2 separate regions of the Oncorhynchus kisutch genome follow, and region 2 is linked to region 1. The links are chromatin contacts, called in public Hi-C maps. All regions are on one chromosome and are shown on one strand. Each heading gives the region's core, a stretch centred on a gene start, on an enhancer-like site or on the middle of the called end of the contact. The rest is flanking DNA. Distances are from core to core; before and after follow the strand shown.

Region 1 (7,330 bases), core at 2,743-5,242:
TGGTTGATGACATTACTAGGTTAACTAGCTTGTCCTGTGTTGCACATAATCAATGCATTGCCTGTTAATTTAGTTTAAATAATGCAAAAACACAAGTGTTGGAGAAGAAAGTAAACGTGCAATATGTGCCATGTAAAAATGCTAACGTTTAAGTTCCTTGCTCTGAACATGAGAACATATGAAAGCTGGTGTTTCCTTTTAACATGAGTCTTCAATATTCCCAGGTAAGAAGTTTTAGGTTGTAGTTATTATAGGAATTATAGGACTATTTCCCACTATACCATTTGTCTTTCATTAACCTTTGATTATTGGATGTTCTTATAGGCACTTTAGTATTGCCAGTGTAACAGTATAGCTTCCGTCCCTCTCCTCGCTCCTCCCTGGGCTCAAACCAGCAACGTAACGACAATTAACGACACTTCGGTTACACAAGGCTCATCTCGGGAGTTGATAGGCTTGAAGTCATAAACAGTGCCAAAACGCACGAAAGTTGTTTACGCGCCTGCTTCTGCCTACCACCGCTCAGTCAGATACTTAGATACTTGTATGCTCAGTCAGATTATATGCAACGCAGGACACGGTAGATAATATCTAGTAATATCAACCATGTGTAGTTAACTAGTGATTATGATTGATTGTTTTTTATAAAATAAGTTTAATGTTAGCTAGCAACTTACCTTGGCTTACTGCATTTGTGTAACAGGCAGTCAGTCTCCTTGTGGAGTGCAACGAGAGAGAGAGGCAGGTTGTTATTGCATTGGACTAGTTAACTGTAAGGTTGCAAGATTGGTTCCCTGACAAGGTGAAAATCTGTCATTCTGCACCTGAAAAAGGCAGTTAAGCCACTGTTCCTCGGCCGTCATTGAAAATAAGAATGTGTCCTTAACTGACTTGCCTAGTTAAATAAAGATTAAATAAAGGTGTGTAAAAAAATAAATAAATCGGGACCCAAAAATACCGATTGCCGATTGTTATGAAAACTTGAAATCGGCCATACCGATTAATCGGTCGACCTCTAATTCAGATGAATAGAAGTTGAGTACGCGAAGCTGCGTTGGTTGGGAATTTGAGAGGTGTGCATTCGGGCTTGGCATTCCCCTGCAGACAGTCTCAGAGGCACGTAGCCATGTCACAATGGGATGCCAGACTATCATGTCTCTGCATCGGTAGACTCTGAATTACACTTTACACGTGGTGCCAACAGTCATTCATAAACATGCAATCGCAAACCCTTTTCTCGGTGACAGTTCAAAAACTTGACTGGCTTCATTATTAAAGACCAACTGAAAGCATTTTAGCAACATAAAATCTTGTTAAAAATCTGCTCATATACACCCCCAGGAATAATGACACTTTTCTAAATTGTCTGACAAACAAGCACTTAGTCATTTTCACATTTTCATAGAATGTTTGGGAATGACGTATGGGAAAGGCATGAGGAATTTCTATAGAAATATAGAGTAGGAATCAAAGCAGCAGTGCTTTTGGACAATTAATAAACACTGCAGTAATTAAAACCTAATAAAAAAAAAGCATCTGTCTTGTCCAAGACTGTAGTTTACATAGACCGGTGCACCATAGCCAATCATAGCTACACTAAGCCTGTATGCAAACAAGCCATTTGCCACATGGCCCTGCCATCATTCACTTTTAACCAGACTGTGTTTACAGGCAGTAGCAACAGCGCAACTTTAGATCATTACAAAGCAGTCGCCAAAAGCCACAAAATGCACCTGAATGGATTTATGAAAATATATAAATACAACGGGAGTCCTCTTACATTTGGGAACTTTACAGTCCTATTGATGAAACAACCATGAAAAAGGTAGGCTCGCTCTCCCTCAGTTTCCTATCAACAACAAGATAAACAACTAATGTTAGCCAGAGAGAGATGAGCTAAAATCTAAAGAGGGAACAGTAGATAAGCCCTCAAACTTTTCAGCTTTTAGTTGGCCGTCAAAATTGCACTGATAAATGATAGTTAATAGTAACCTGCACGCACTTCTGCAGCTTTCCTGACCTAGCGGTTAAGAGAGATGGGCCAGTTACTGAAAGGTTGCTGGTTCGAATCCCCGAGACGACTAGGTGAAAAATCTGTCACTTTAATGCATATGTTTAAATTATATTATGTGAGCTAAACTTCTAAATAAAAAATACTAATCTAAAAACAACATTTCTTAAAGTAATTTTTTGAGATGATTAATTCTACTGTCCACATCAGAAACGTTAAATATATGTACTTTTGCCTTTAAAAACATTTAATTGAAATAATGTAGAATTCCATTCATTCCTGTGGAGGACTGCGCCTTCCGGGGAGTGTCAATATGGCCGACCCGTGGCCAATACATAGGATCTGCAATCCAGGGCTTATATACATCATTGGTCACAACCTACGTTTTGACATCTGAATTTTCAAACTCAAAGGCAGCTTTGTGGATGCAGACTGACCATCCATGAGATAAATAATAGTTCCATGTTTTGAGTGTTTAACAATGACATTGTTACAAACAGGAGTAAAAGCTTATATTTGGGGGTAAGACAGTTGAAATAAACTCATGGGGCATTTATGAGTTATATTCTTAAAGAATGAATGGGTATTTAGTCTATCATTAAATTACAAGTCAAAAAATGGATGTAACTACTAGGCCCTACCTGTAACAACTACCTGAAAGCCATGTTAATTGTCTTAATCAGAGCAAAATGCGTCATTAACTACAGTACGACAGGGGGTAATCAGTCAAGGCACTTAGACCGCCTGCTGAACTAGATTTCTTCCCGCACGTAGGCCTACCATGATCTCTCAAGTTGAGTCACAGCTTTTGAACATGGTCTGGATCTAATGTTGCAGTAAGCTAACAATAGAAATTGTCCTATGCTATGGCACATTTTCAAAACGGGCCTCCTCCAGAAATTAAGATACGGTGTAACTTTGGCTGTAATAATCAGCGAGGACCGACAGACACAAGTTAACATTGTATCTGATTTGTGGGCAACGGTTTCCCAGTCATAGATAACCGAAAGCATCAGAACACATATTTTAGGACGCAGTCTTCCACGCAGACATGGCCAAATTCTAGCTACTACAAATATGAATGTTTACCTGTAGTCTTATAACCTACAATAGCACGAGTAAAAATTGATCTGATGAAACGATTTCAAATGCAATAATGTTTAAAAAATGACAATGGCAGAGGATGGGTAACGTTAGCTAAATACTCAGTGGGCTATGCGGCTAGCTTGCTGACCGAGAGGTTACACAGACCAGCCCAATTTTAGCGTTATTGTGATTCACAAGGTACCACCACACAAACTCAGCCAAAAATAATATCGTCCTTAGGAAAATATATGCCATAGGGAAGAAGGAACATTGGATACTTACATTCTCTGTATCACGCTCATTCACTGTGGGTAATGGCGTTCTGGTCGACATTTTGTGTGTACAGGCCGCTAAGCCCCGAGCTTGGCAGCCGCCGAGAACAGTGCGACGAGTAAAAATATGAATTTGACTTTTTTTTTTTTTTACACCACCGGCATTTCCTACCCGACCGTCCAAAGGGAGTATTCCACACTACAGCATATCTACCTCAAGGCCCTCTCGGAGCCAGCGCAGGTCTATCTATGCTGATAGATGCGCCCCCGGGTACGAGGCAAGCGGGTGTAGCGGGCCGAAAGAACGGATAGGAGTTTGTATGAAGGAAAGAATCCAGCATTCATCCACCCTGATATATAGGCTGACACACACTAGGAAAACGAACGCGAGATGGGGGAGTAGTAGTAAAAGCAACACCCTACACAGGAGCGAACTTCATTCTCCCCTCCCAAAAGGCTTGGGCGCAGGGTAGCATACGCGGGTACAACCCGTGTTCATGGAATATCTTTTATAGAACGCATGCAAGCAACAACATTATATTCCTTCGGAACGCTGTAAGACGAAAGAACATGACAGTAGCAACGCCAGGTGGCGAGAGAGGGATCGAGCAACCTAGATCAAAGAGAGGGGGGAGGAAGGAGAGGAGAGGGGAGGGTTTAATATGAATTGAAGAAAATGGTTATGAGGACGTATTTGTGGTAGCAGGAGGAGGTTCTTGATTGTTGACATATGCTGCCAAGGATATGCATGTGCGAACTGTTTGTTTGGAAAGCATCATCATGATCATTATTCTTGGGCGGTAAATCATCTCGAGATTTAAAGAATGACCTTCCTAAACATTCGAAGTACCGTATTTGTAAGCATACCATAATTTGTAAGCGAATTGGTCATTGATTCCTGGTTAAAATGCATCGACTTCGTATACATTCATTAAAAATACAAGGAAAGTATCACCTTGTTTAGCAATAACAGAACTAAAAAGCCATACCTAAGACTTTTGTCTATTATTTGCAATGTCAAAAACGAGTTAAATGTGCCAATGTTGCCATCTAGCGTTTATAATTCGGAATTGCATTGATTATGTTAATTTGCCTTTATGCTGTACCCTAAAACGCCTGAGATTGAATCAATATGCTAGCGTTAAATTATACAAGTGACGAGGTATCCCCTATTCCCTTTCCGCCAATGTCATCATCCTATGTTATGCTACATTTCTGGTACCCCGTGTACATAGGCAAGTTATCGTTACTAATTTTTTTCCCTCTGCATTTTGAAGGGCCTGTAAGTAAGCATTTCACTGTTAGTCTACTTTACATCTAGTTGTTTAGGAAGCATGTGACACGATTTGATTTCAGGTCCAATGTGTGATTTGCAAGGTAATGAAATGCACTTACAGTTGTGCTCAAATAGTGTGGCACCCTTGCACTTTACAATGGAGCAGAATGATTTCTCTTTTCAAAACTGGTTGAATGGCAATTGTTTACCCTGTAGGGTACGTCAGGCAGGGCTGGAGAGTAACGGATTTCATGGAATCCGTTCCATGTAAGGGATTACAAAAACGGTAACTGTAATCCGTTACCAGCATAAATATTGTAATCAATTGAAACTTTTGAAAAACAAGATGATTAATTTGAAGATTACGTTTAAATTCAGGAAAGGATGTTTGCGGGAAAAACATATTTGACAACACTGTTTTCTCGATGACATTCAAATCAGCATTGAAAAAGGCGCACATTTAAATCTGTTCCACCTGACCCAGTCTGACCACTATGATGACACACCAAATGTGTTTGATGGATCGCGGGAAAAGAGCACAAATAAACTTTCGTAGGCTACAGTACGAGCTATGTCTTACAATGGTGCGACTGCTGTCGGCATCCGAAGATTATCAAATGTAATAAACGCTTGGAGGAAAGGATGACAGCAGTGGTGTAGTCTACGGCGATACGGATATCACTTATTGATATCTACATAGCGTATTGATGTGAATCACACTGCTGCTCTCTCGTTTAGCTATTTGCGCCTTACGGATTTTGGTTGTTGTGGATGGCTATTCACAAATCTAAGTGTGTATTTGTACCCAATAATGATTGAATTCAAGAAGTTCAAGGTGACTATCAATCATTGTCTTTGAAACAAATGGACAGCCAGTGAAAATTGCGCTCTTGCAACAGCTGCATAGTGCGGATCCCAGCCTATGAGCAATAAAAGCCCCACTTTTATTATAATCTGCAGTGGGGCAAAAAAGTATTTAGTCAGCCACCAACTGTGCAAGTTCTCCCACTTAAAAAGATGAGAGGCCTGTAATTTCCATCATAGGTACACTTCAACTATGACAGATAAAATTAGAAGAAAAAAAAACGAATATCACATTGTACGATTTTTAATGAATTTATTTTCAAATTAAGGTGGAAAATAAGTATTTGGTCAATAACAAAAGTCTATCTCAATACTTTGTTATATACCCTTTGTTGGCAATGACAGAGGTCAAACGTTTTCTGTAAGTCTTCACAAGGTTTTCACACACTGTTGCTGGTATTTTGGCCCATTCCTCCATGCAGATCTCCTCTAGAGCAGTGATGTTTTGGGGCTGTTGCTGGGCAACACGGACTTTCAACTCCCTCCAAAGATTTTCTATGGGATTGAGATCTGGAGACTGGCTAGGCCACTCCAGGACCTTGAAATGCTTCTTACGAAGCCACTCCGTCATTGCCCGGGCGGTGTGTTTGGGATCATTGTCATGCTGAAAGACCCAGCCACATTTCATCTTCAATGCCCTTGCTGACGGAAGGAGATTTTCACTCAAAATCTCACGATACAGGGCCCCATTCATTCTTTCCTTTACAAGGATCAGTCATCCTGGTCCCTTTGCAGAAAACAGCCCCAAAGCATGATGTTTCTACTCCCATGCTTCACAGTAGGTATGGTGTTCTTTGGATGCAACTCAGCATTCTTTGTCCTCCAAACACGACGAGTTGAGTTTTTACCAAAAAGTTCTGTTTTGGTTTCATCTGACCATATGACATTCTCCCAATCTTCTTCTGGATCATCCAAATGCTCTCTTGCAAACTTCCGACGGGCCTGGACATGTACTGGCTTAAGCAGGGGGACACGTCTGGCACTGCAGGATTTGAGTCCCCGGCGGCGTATTGTGTTACTGATGGTAGGCTTTGTTACTTTGGTCCCAGCTCTCTGCAGGTCATTCACTAGGTCCCCCCGTGTGGTTCTGGGATTTTTGCTCACCATTCTTGTGATCATTTTGACACCACGGGGTGAGATCTTGCGTGGAGCCCCAGATCGAGGGAGATTATCAGTGGTCTTGTATGTCTTCCATTTCCTAATAATTGCACCCACAGTTGATTTCTTCAAACCAAGCTGCTTACCTATTGCAGATTCAGTCTTCCCAGCCTGGTGCAGGTCTACAATTCTGTTTCTGGTGTCCTTTGACAGCTCTTTGGTCTTGGCCATAGTGGAGTTTGGAGTGTGACTGTTTGAGGTTGTGGACAGGTGTCTTTTATACTGATAACAAGTTCAAACAGGTGCCATTAATACAGGTAACGAGTGGAGGACAGAGGAGCCTCTTAAAGAAGAAGGTACAGGTCTGTGAGAGCCAGAAATCTTGCTTGTTTGTAGGTGACCAAATACCTATTTTCCACCATAATTTGCAAATAAATTCATAAAAAATCCTACATTGTGATTTTCTGTTTTTTTTCTCTAATTTTGTCTGTCATAGTTGAAGTGTACCTATGATGGAAATTACAGGCCTCTCTTATCTTTAAGTGGGAGAACTTGCCCAATTGGTGGCTGACTAAATACTTTTTTGCCCCACTGCAATTCATGCTGATAAGAAAATCCATAGGCCTAATGGATACATGCTCAAACTCACACACTTTTGGCTGTCCCTATCTGTCCCTGTCTATCTGTAGTTGGTACATCCATTTTTGGACTTCTAAATGATAT
Region 2 (7,330 bases), core at 1,562-4,061, 130 kb before region 1:
GGTGATGTCGTCGGCAACCTCGCTCAACCAGCCACCCCCGCTCCTACGGCCCTCCCTGCCGGCCACCCCAGCCCTCCACAGGCAGCCGCCCCCTCTCCAGCAGCAGGCCCGCTTCCTCCAACCCCGGCCCGTGCTCAACCAGCCCCCCCCACTCATCCGGCCCTCCAACCACCAGCCCCCACGCCTCAATCCCCGGCCTCTTGTCCCCACCTCCACAGGGTGCCCAGGCTCCAGCCAGCCGCCCCCCACCCTAGTGGGTATCCCATCGGAGACGCCGTCCTCCTCCACGCTGCACTGAGTGTGTGCAATGGCGAAGGAAGAAAACTGAAAAGTCGTGGTCGTTTTTTTTAACTTGGTCGTTTGTTTGCTGTTGTTTTCCTGAAGGTCGTCAATCGTTGGTTGTTATGAGGAAATGATGTATATTAATGAGAAAAGTAAAACCGTTGAAGTTTTTAAAGTATATGTATATTAGGTTAGGTCTTAGTTTTTTTATTTATTTGAAATCACTTTTTTTTTATTCACTCATCTTTAACAGACTTGCTTAGATGTTATGTGTTGGTGATGTTAAAGATTTACTAGAAGCATTGGTTCTTTTTGAAAGTGTTCTTGGCTTCTGGTTAATGTATATTTTACAAACTGGCAAAATTTGCAAGTAGTATATAAACAAAAAGGTATATTGAAGACACTATGATGGACAATACACACAACTAGTGAAAAGGTGGCGTTGCCATGTTTCTGTTGGATTCTTTGATTTGCCGTAATGCATATTTGTTCTTTGAGCGAATATAGACTTATCTTTTATATAAGCATTATGTATTTTTCTACTCGGTGCTATGGACTCTAGACTGATTTTTACCTATGTCCAGTATTAATAATAACCATTGTGTAAGTGCTCTTACACGTCTAGGACAACTGTATTTACGTGATTGAATTGATCTAAACTGGAAGAAACCGATTGAAAAAAAATGATGAACCGCTTAATAAAATGAACTTGTTTAATGTAATATTAAGCTACGAGGGTGTCACTGTCAGTCAATTGATTGTTGTAGTCAGTGAGCCACATTTTCAGGAATTTGTTTAAATGATTTTCATTTAAGATATATTGAAAGAACAAAATGTTTGACTTCTGTACAGTTGTGTAATGTTTGCATAATTTTAAACCATGATGATATAACTAAAACAAAATCCAAAAGCGTGTTTTTAACGGTCGCCTATCAGTTATTCCCAGTGTAAGATGTGGCATAGTCCCTAACATATCCATTTAAATATTTCTAACATTTTGTTTTATGTTGTCTGTCCAGCTATGATCAATAGTTTCTTACCAAGTTTTGGGAATGAATGAGTGCCACTTCATGTTCGGGGTTGAAAGATTCCGTAAAATGTTATATGTTCTCCAGAAATCCTGGTTGTAAGATTTCTGGAACGTTTCTCAAATTCTGCCTAATCACTGTTAAGGAATGGAGGAGGAAATAGGCTAATTCACTACTGTACATGGTGACCAGCTTTAACATGTTGAAATGCGAACTTAAATGACCTTTGAACCACTAATACACTGAGTCATTAATCCTTTCCTGTGGAAATAATGTGGCCAGAAGTAAGTATAATCATGGACATTGAGGACTTGCATTTTGCCTTAAAAATACATGACATTGTGTTTACTATGCTATTCGCTTGCCATTATTTCGGTCTCTCGTTGCACTTGCATTTCAATCAAGTGTCTTTCAAACATTTTTCAATTCCTAGTCTATTATAGTACATTTATTTGGTTTGCCCTATGTTGTCATAGTAAATCATTACATTTCCCTGCCTGCTTAAATTGAAATGAATATTGCCCCCAAAATATAGCATACTGGTGCAATCCCAAATATAAATAGCACTTACATTTTTTTTTTTACATTTGGAATTGTTGCATAGTTTACCTTTAATTGATTTGTCTACTTTAGCCTAAATCATTTTATCAGCATCCAGCGTTGTTTCTGATGTTTGATATGCCTAATTGACAATTGAATGGTTTCCTAAAATCATCATGCCTCAATGTAACTGCTGTGGAATAATTCTAAACCAATGCAATTAAATAGCATAGGCTTATGTAAATAATATCGGCACACTGGGCAGACATCAGTTGGTCTAGTTTTGGTTACCATGCCATTGGATTTAGGTTAAGGTTAAGGTTAAAATGTAGGTTAAAAAAATATGCCCTTACGTTGACTTTTTGCAAATACAGTCAGTTTCACGTTGATTCATCAGTTTTATATTGGTTCAAATTACGTGGAAACAACGTTGATTCAACCAGTTTTGCCATGCATGTAAAAACATCAGCTGTGCTTCTTGGTGGCCTTGACTTACGAGGCCTAGGGCCTACATGATTCTGTTGTAATGTATTTGTTATATTAAAAAGCAGTATCATTGTGCTCAACATTTCTAAATGTATGCATGTTATTTTAGACCACTTATTACATTTCTATATGCTCAAACCTGTAATATAGCAGTATTATAAGCACCACTCTGACGTTTGGGTTTGATCGAACTACTAGCTCCGTGAACTGTAGCCTATAGTTAAATTATCACAATCTATTTGAAAATAACTTGAAACTTCCCAATTTTTCAACTCTCAATTTCCAGCAAATACAATTTTAAACCTGTGGATGCATAAAAAAGGGACAATTTCTTCAGCACCCTACCTCGATACGATTCAGGGAGGCTATGCAAGGTGCCAACCATACATTTTATTTGACAGCGTTTCAGGATACGATCATTCAAAGGGTGTGAACCGTGAACACAGTGCCGTTACATTCACTTCCTGAAACATTTTCCGCTCATATACAATTTGCGGCACGCCGAGTTGTGACGTATAGCCTGGGCTACACACTCGGTACTGTGCAGACGTTTTTGCCATATGAATGTGGATGTAAATTACAAAAGTAAACCAAGAACATCGTCGCACATTCCGTTTTTAAAGACACGGTAAGAACGCACACGGTCAGATCTGCCTGTTCAGATCTTCAATGCAACGGTTGTTAATTATGTAGGCTATGAAAACGAAAGCAAAATCATTTCAGTGTTCCTTTTTGACTAAACAATATAAACACAGAACTCCCTTGGATGATAATAATCATGATGTTTTCATCTATTGGAATCATAATTAATTATGCTGTTCTTCAGCAGTGGGGATTCCCCGAAATTGTAGTGCTGCAAAGAGCGCATAATTCCGTCGCGGCTTTTTGTCTTTCTCAATATAACGTCAATGAATACCCTCGAACTGTTAATGTAATAATACAACATAAGCCATGTTTTGCTTAATTGTCCATTGTCTCATTAAGGATTTGCCGCGCACCATTACCGCGGGCTGCGAGGGGGTTACCCCAAAGACAGAATCGCTGATTCCACCAGCACTAAGCCACTAGGCTAAGGGGATTTCTGAAAGGGAGATTCTGATGAGACAATCCACGGTCCTTCATGGGTGCCGATTGAGAATCATAGGAATATTTGCTTGATTTAACATTAAACATGTTAGAAGATGGAAAATTTACCACGCACTAATGCCTTTCTGAACATCCCGACAAGCAGGGCTGTAGCTAGGGTCTGAGTTTTAGTGATGTCTGGAAGCACCCCCGCCACCATTTCAATAGATGGTAAGACAGTTGAAGCTCATTAACTGCATTTCTATACAATTTAAAAACACTCAATTGCTATTTGGAGAACCTCAAAAATAGCAAAAATGACCCCAGCCATTATAACATTGGTTGCTGTAGCTTCATTCACCTCGATCTACAAACATATACAGCTGAAGTCGGGAAGTTCACATACACTTTGGTTGGAGTCATTAAGACTAATTTTTCAACCACTCCACAAATTTCTTGTTAACAAACTATAGTTCTGGCAAGTCGGTTAGGACATCTAATTTGTGCATGACCCAAGTAATATTTCCAACAATTGTTTATAGACAGATTATTTCGCTTATAATTCACTGTATCACAATTCCAGTGGGTCGTTTACCTTCACTAAATTGACTGAGCCTTTAAACAGCTTTGAAAATTCCAGAAAATTATGTCTTGGCTTTAGAAGCTTCTCATCCTTGGGAGCAATTTCCAAACGCCTGAAGGTACCACATTCATCTGTACAAACAATAGTACGCAAGTATAAACAACATGGGACCATGCAGCCGTCATACCATTCAAGGAAGGAGACAAGTTCTGTCTCCTAGAGATGAACCTACTGTGGTGCGAAAAGTTTAAATCAATCCCAAAACAACACGCAAAGGACCTTGTGAAGATGCTAGAGGAAACAGGTACAAAAGTATCTATATCCACAGTAAAACGAGTCCTTTATCGACATAACCTGAACGGCCGCTCAGCAAGGAAGACTCCACTGCTCCAAAGCCACCATAAAAAAGCCAGACTACTGTTTGTAACTGCACATGAGGACAAAGATAGTACTTTTTGGAGAAATGTCCTCTGGTCTGATGAAACAAAAATAGAACTGTTTGGCCATAATAACCATCATTATGTTTGGAGGAAAAAGCGCGAGGCTTGAAAGCCAAAGAACACCATCCCAAACCTGAAGCAGAGGGGTGGCAGTATTATGTTGTGGGGGTGCTTTGCTGCAGGAGGGACTGGTGCACTTCACAAAATAGATGGCATCATGGGGTAGGAAAAGTATGTGGATAATTGAAGCAACATCTCAAGACATCAGTCAGAAAGTTAAAGCTTGGTCGCAAATGGGTCTTCCAACTGGATGTCCATTTGCATACAATGACCCCAAGCATACTTCCAAAGTTGTGGCAAAATGGCTTAAGGACAACAAAGTCAAGGTTTTGGAGTGGCCATCACAAAGCCCTGACCTCAATCCTATAGAATATTTGTGGGCAGAACTGAAAAAGCATGTGCGAGCAAGGAGGACTCAGTTACACCAGCCCTGTCAGGAGGAAGGGGTCAAATTCACCCAACTTATTGTGGGCAGCTTGTGGAATGCTACACGAAACATTTGACCCAAGTTAAACCATTTAAAAGGCAATGCTACCAAATACTAATTGAATGTATGTAAACTTCTGACCCACTGGGAATGTGATGCAATAAATAAAAGCTGAAATAAATCTACTATTATTCTGAAATTTCACATTCTTAAAATAAAGTGGTGATCCTAAATGACCTAAGACAGGGAATTTTTACTAGGATTAAATGTCAGGAATTGTGAAAAACTGAGTTTAAATGTATTTGGCTAAGGTGCATGTAAACTTCTGAATTCAACAATAGCATATTAGCTAAACAATTAGCCACTACACTTTAACTCGCATCAACTCCATCAGCACCGGAATTTAAAACTATAATTGTATATGTACAGAGGGATCTGTTGGCAGAAAAGTATTTTATTTACAAAAAAGGTCAACAAATACATTTTTACAGATTTGTTGTAGTTTACAGACAATTTCCTGCAATTCTACATGTTTTGCCATGTTATTATGATACAAGAGTAAATACCAGAACGAATGTGGGCCCCTTGGATGTCAGGACCCCTGGGTACATGCTTTGCGATCCGGGTCGGTAATTCAGCCATGAAAGTTTAGCTGGCTAGACTAACGACTCATTTACCAATCTAAAAAAGGTTAACAGCCATGGTCTAATTAAGTGACTGACAATGTATTTATTTTGTATTAAAAAATATTACAGGAGGTCCAGACCTCGGTGTCCTCATATGTAGCTACGGCCCTGGTTATAAGTCCATGTGAATAAACTCCTTAAAAAAGATAGGTTTGTTTTAAAATGTGGGGATATTACATAAACCCCTCCCCCTATTTACTAAACACTTTCATGCACAAATGTTTGGACTATATCTCATTATGGAGAGCTTTGAATGGGATTTTCTGAATGTCAAATTCATGCAGGTAGTCAGTCAATTGCAGGACTTCTGGAATAGGAAATGTTAATGTCAACAGAGTCTTTGTAGATGTACATTTGCATAGGTCTACAAACTGTCCGACATCTACCGCACACCTGTCAGCCTACAGATTGCCATGGCAACAAAGGAGAGTGACCCGAGTGGATCCGGAGGACTCTCCAGGCAGAATTCGGGAGTGGCGGGACCGTGGGAATCGGACTTGACTGCAGTGCAGCACAGTTTGAAGTTTGTGAAGAAGCTGGAAGAGCACTATGTTTGTCCCACCTGTAAAGGAGTAGTTCTCAACCCACACCAAACCGGCTGTGGACACATCTTCTGCTACCGCTGCATCCAAGGACTCCTGTAAGAACAGTAGTGATAACAAAACAGCCATTTACTGCATGTTATGTGTTCATTTACACAGTGAGGGGGGGTATGGGGGAGGGGGGGGGTATGACTTTGGGTCAAATCCATTTTAATTCCAGTCAGTCTAGGAGTTGAATCGAAATTCTATTTGTGATTTGAAAATGGTCCTTTCCCCTCTGAAGATTGTATTATTGTTTAAGTAAAAAAATATGTCTCCAAGCTGACTGAAATTGAACTGGAATCAGCCCTCAATTACCAGCCCTCAATTGTGCAAGATCTGTCACAATTTAAAGGGGAAGTTGGTAGAGAACAGCACTTACAACGCCAGGGTGGTGGGTTCGATTTCCATGGGGGACCCGTACGAAAATGTACACAGTCGCTACTAGAAGTTGCTCTGGATAAGAGTGTCGTCTAATTGTCAGTTAGGTGGTTTCTCACCCTGAAAGTAGTCCATGGGCCAGGAGAAATGAATCAGTTTTTTTTTTAAACTGCCATTGCAAACTTCAGCCACCACAAGATTGGAAATGAAAGCATTTGAGCATTGTTTTTTTTTATTGGCCACATGACATCAAACCAAATATAACAAACCAAATATGGAGTGGATTGTAGTTGATGTCAGGTGATTTGGCCTTTATATATATTTTACATTTGTGAATTAATCAAGTTACACAATTCTGAATTTACTCTTTAATAATGTGTTAGCCCATTGAGCTAAAGGGCCATTCTTTGATACTGTAGGTAGCATATGTCATAAGTTAAAAGTCAGCAATCATATTGAAATGTGATGCTCTCTTTTGTGCAGGGAAAACTCCCCAGCCACCACCCCTGCCTGTCCTTTGGACAGAGGTTTGATCAAATCTGATGAGGTGAGATTATAAGAAACCATGGTTCATTTGGGAAGAATGCTAAATATATGAAGAAATACTTTAGGCATACTTTATTCAGAATTACTTTTCGCAGAGTACAGTTTTACTGATAACACAACTGATGTCTACTTTGTATTTTCACTGGTACATAAAACTATTTTGGGGGTTTTACTTTTCATGAAACTTTTAAGACACCCAACCTACTTCATTTGTAAGACAAATGA

The links. Hi-C and Micro-C count contacts between places; a contact is called where the count stands out from the background.
Region 2: a contact with region 1 is called in a Hi-C map of muscle, with 9 times the contacts expected there. The contact joins the promoter of traf5 here to the promoter of LOC109875518 in region 1. A contact is called at or near these places in 2 of 2 Hi-C or Micro-C datasets (liver and muscle).

What each region holds. Positions count from the first base shown.
Region 1 is chrLG20:37,453,410-37,460,739 of Okis_V2, reverse strand. It overlaps LOC109875518 (serine/threonine-protein kinase MARK1), which reads right to left and starts at 3,992. Exons shown (of 18, transcript XM_031798890.1): 1 at 3,380-3,992. The coding sequence starts at 3,430.
Region 2 is chrLG20:37,583,142-37,590,471 of Okis_V2, reverse strand. It overlaps traf5 (Tnf receptor-associated factor 5), which reads left to right and starts at 2,811. Exons shown (of 11, transcript XM_031798891.1): 1 at 2,811-2,964; 2 at 5,998-6,237; 3 at 7,043-7,106. The coding sequence starts at 2,897. It overlaps LOC109875523 (REST corepressor 3), which reads left to right. Exons shown (of 12, transcript XM_020467852.2): 12 at 1-2,411. The coding sequence ends at 298. It overlaps LOC116355390 (a long non-coding RNA gene), which reads right to left. Exons shown (of 2, transcript XR_004204409.1): 2 at 5,350-6,235.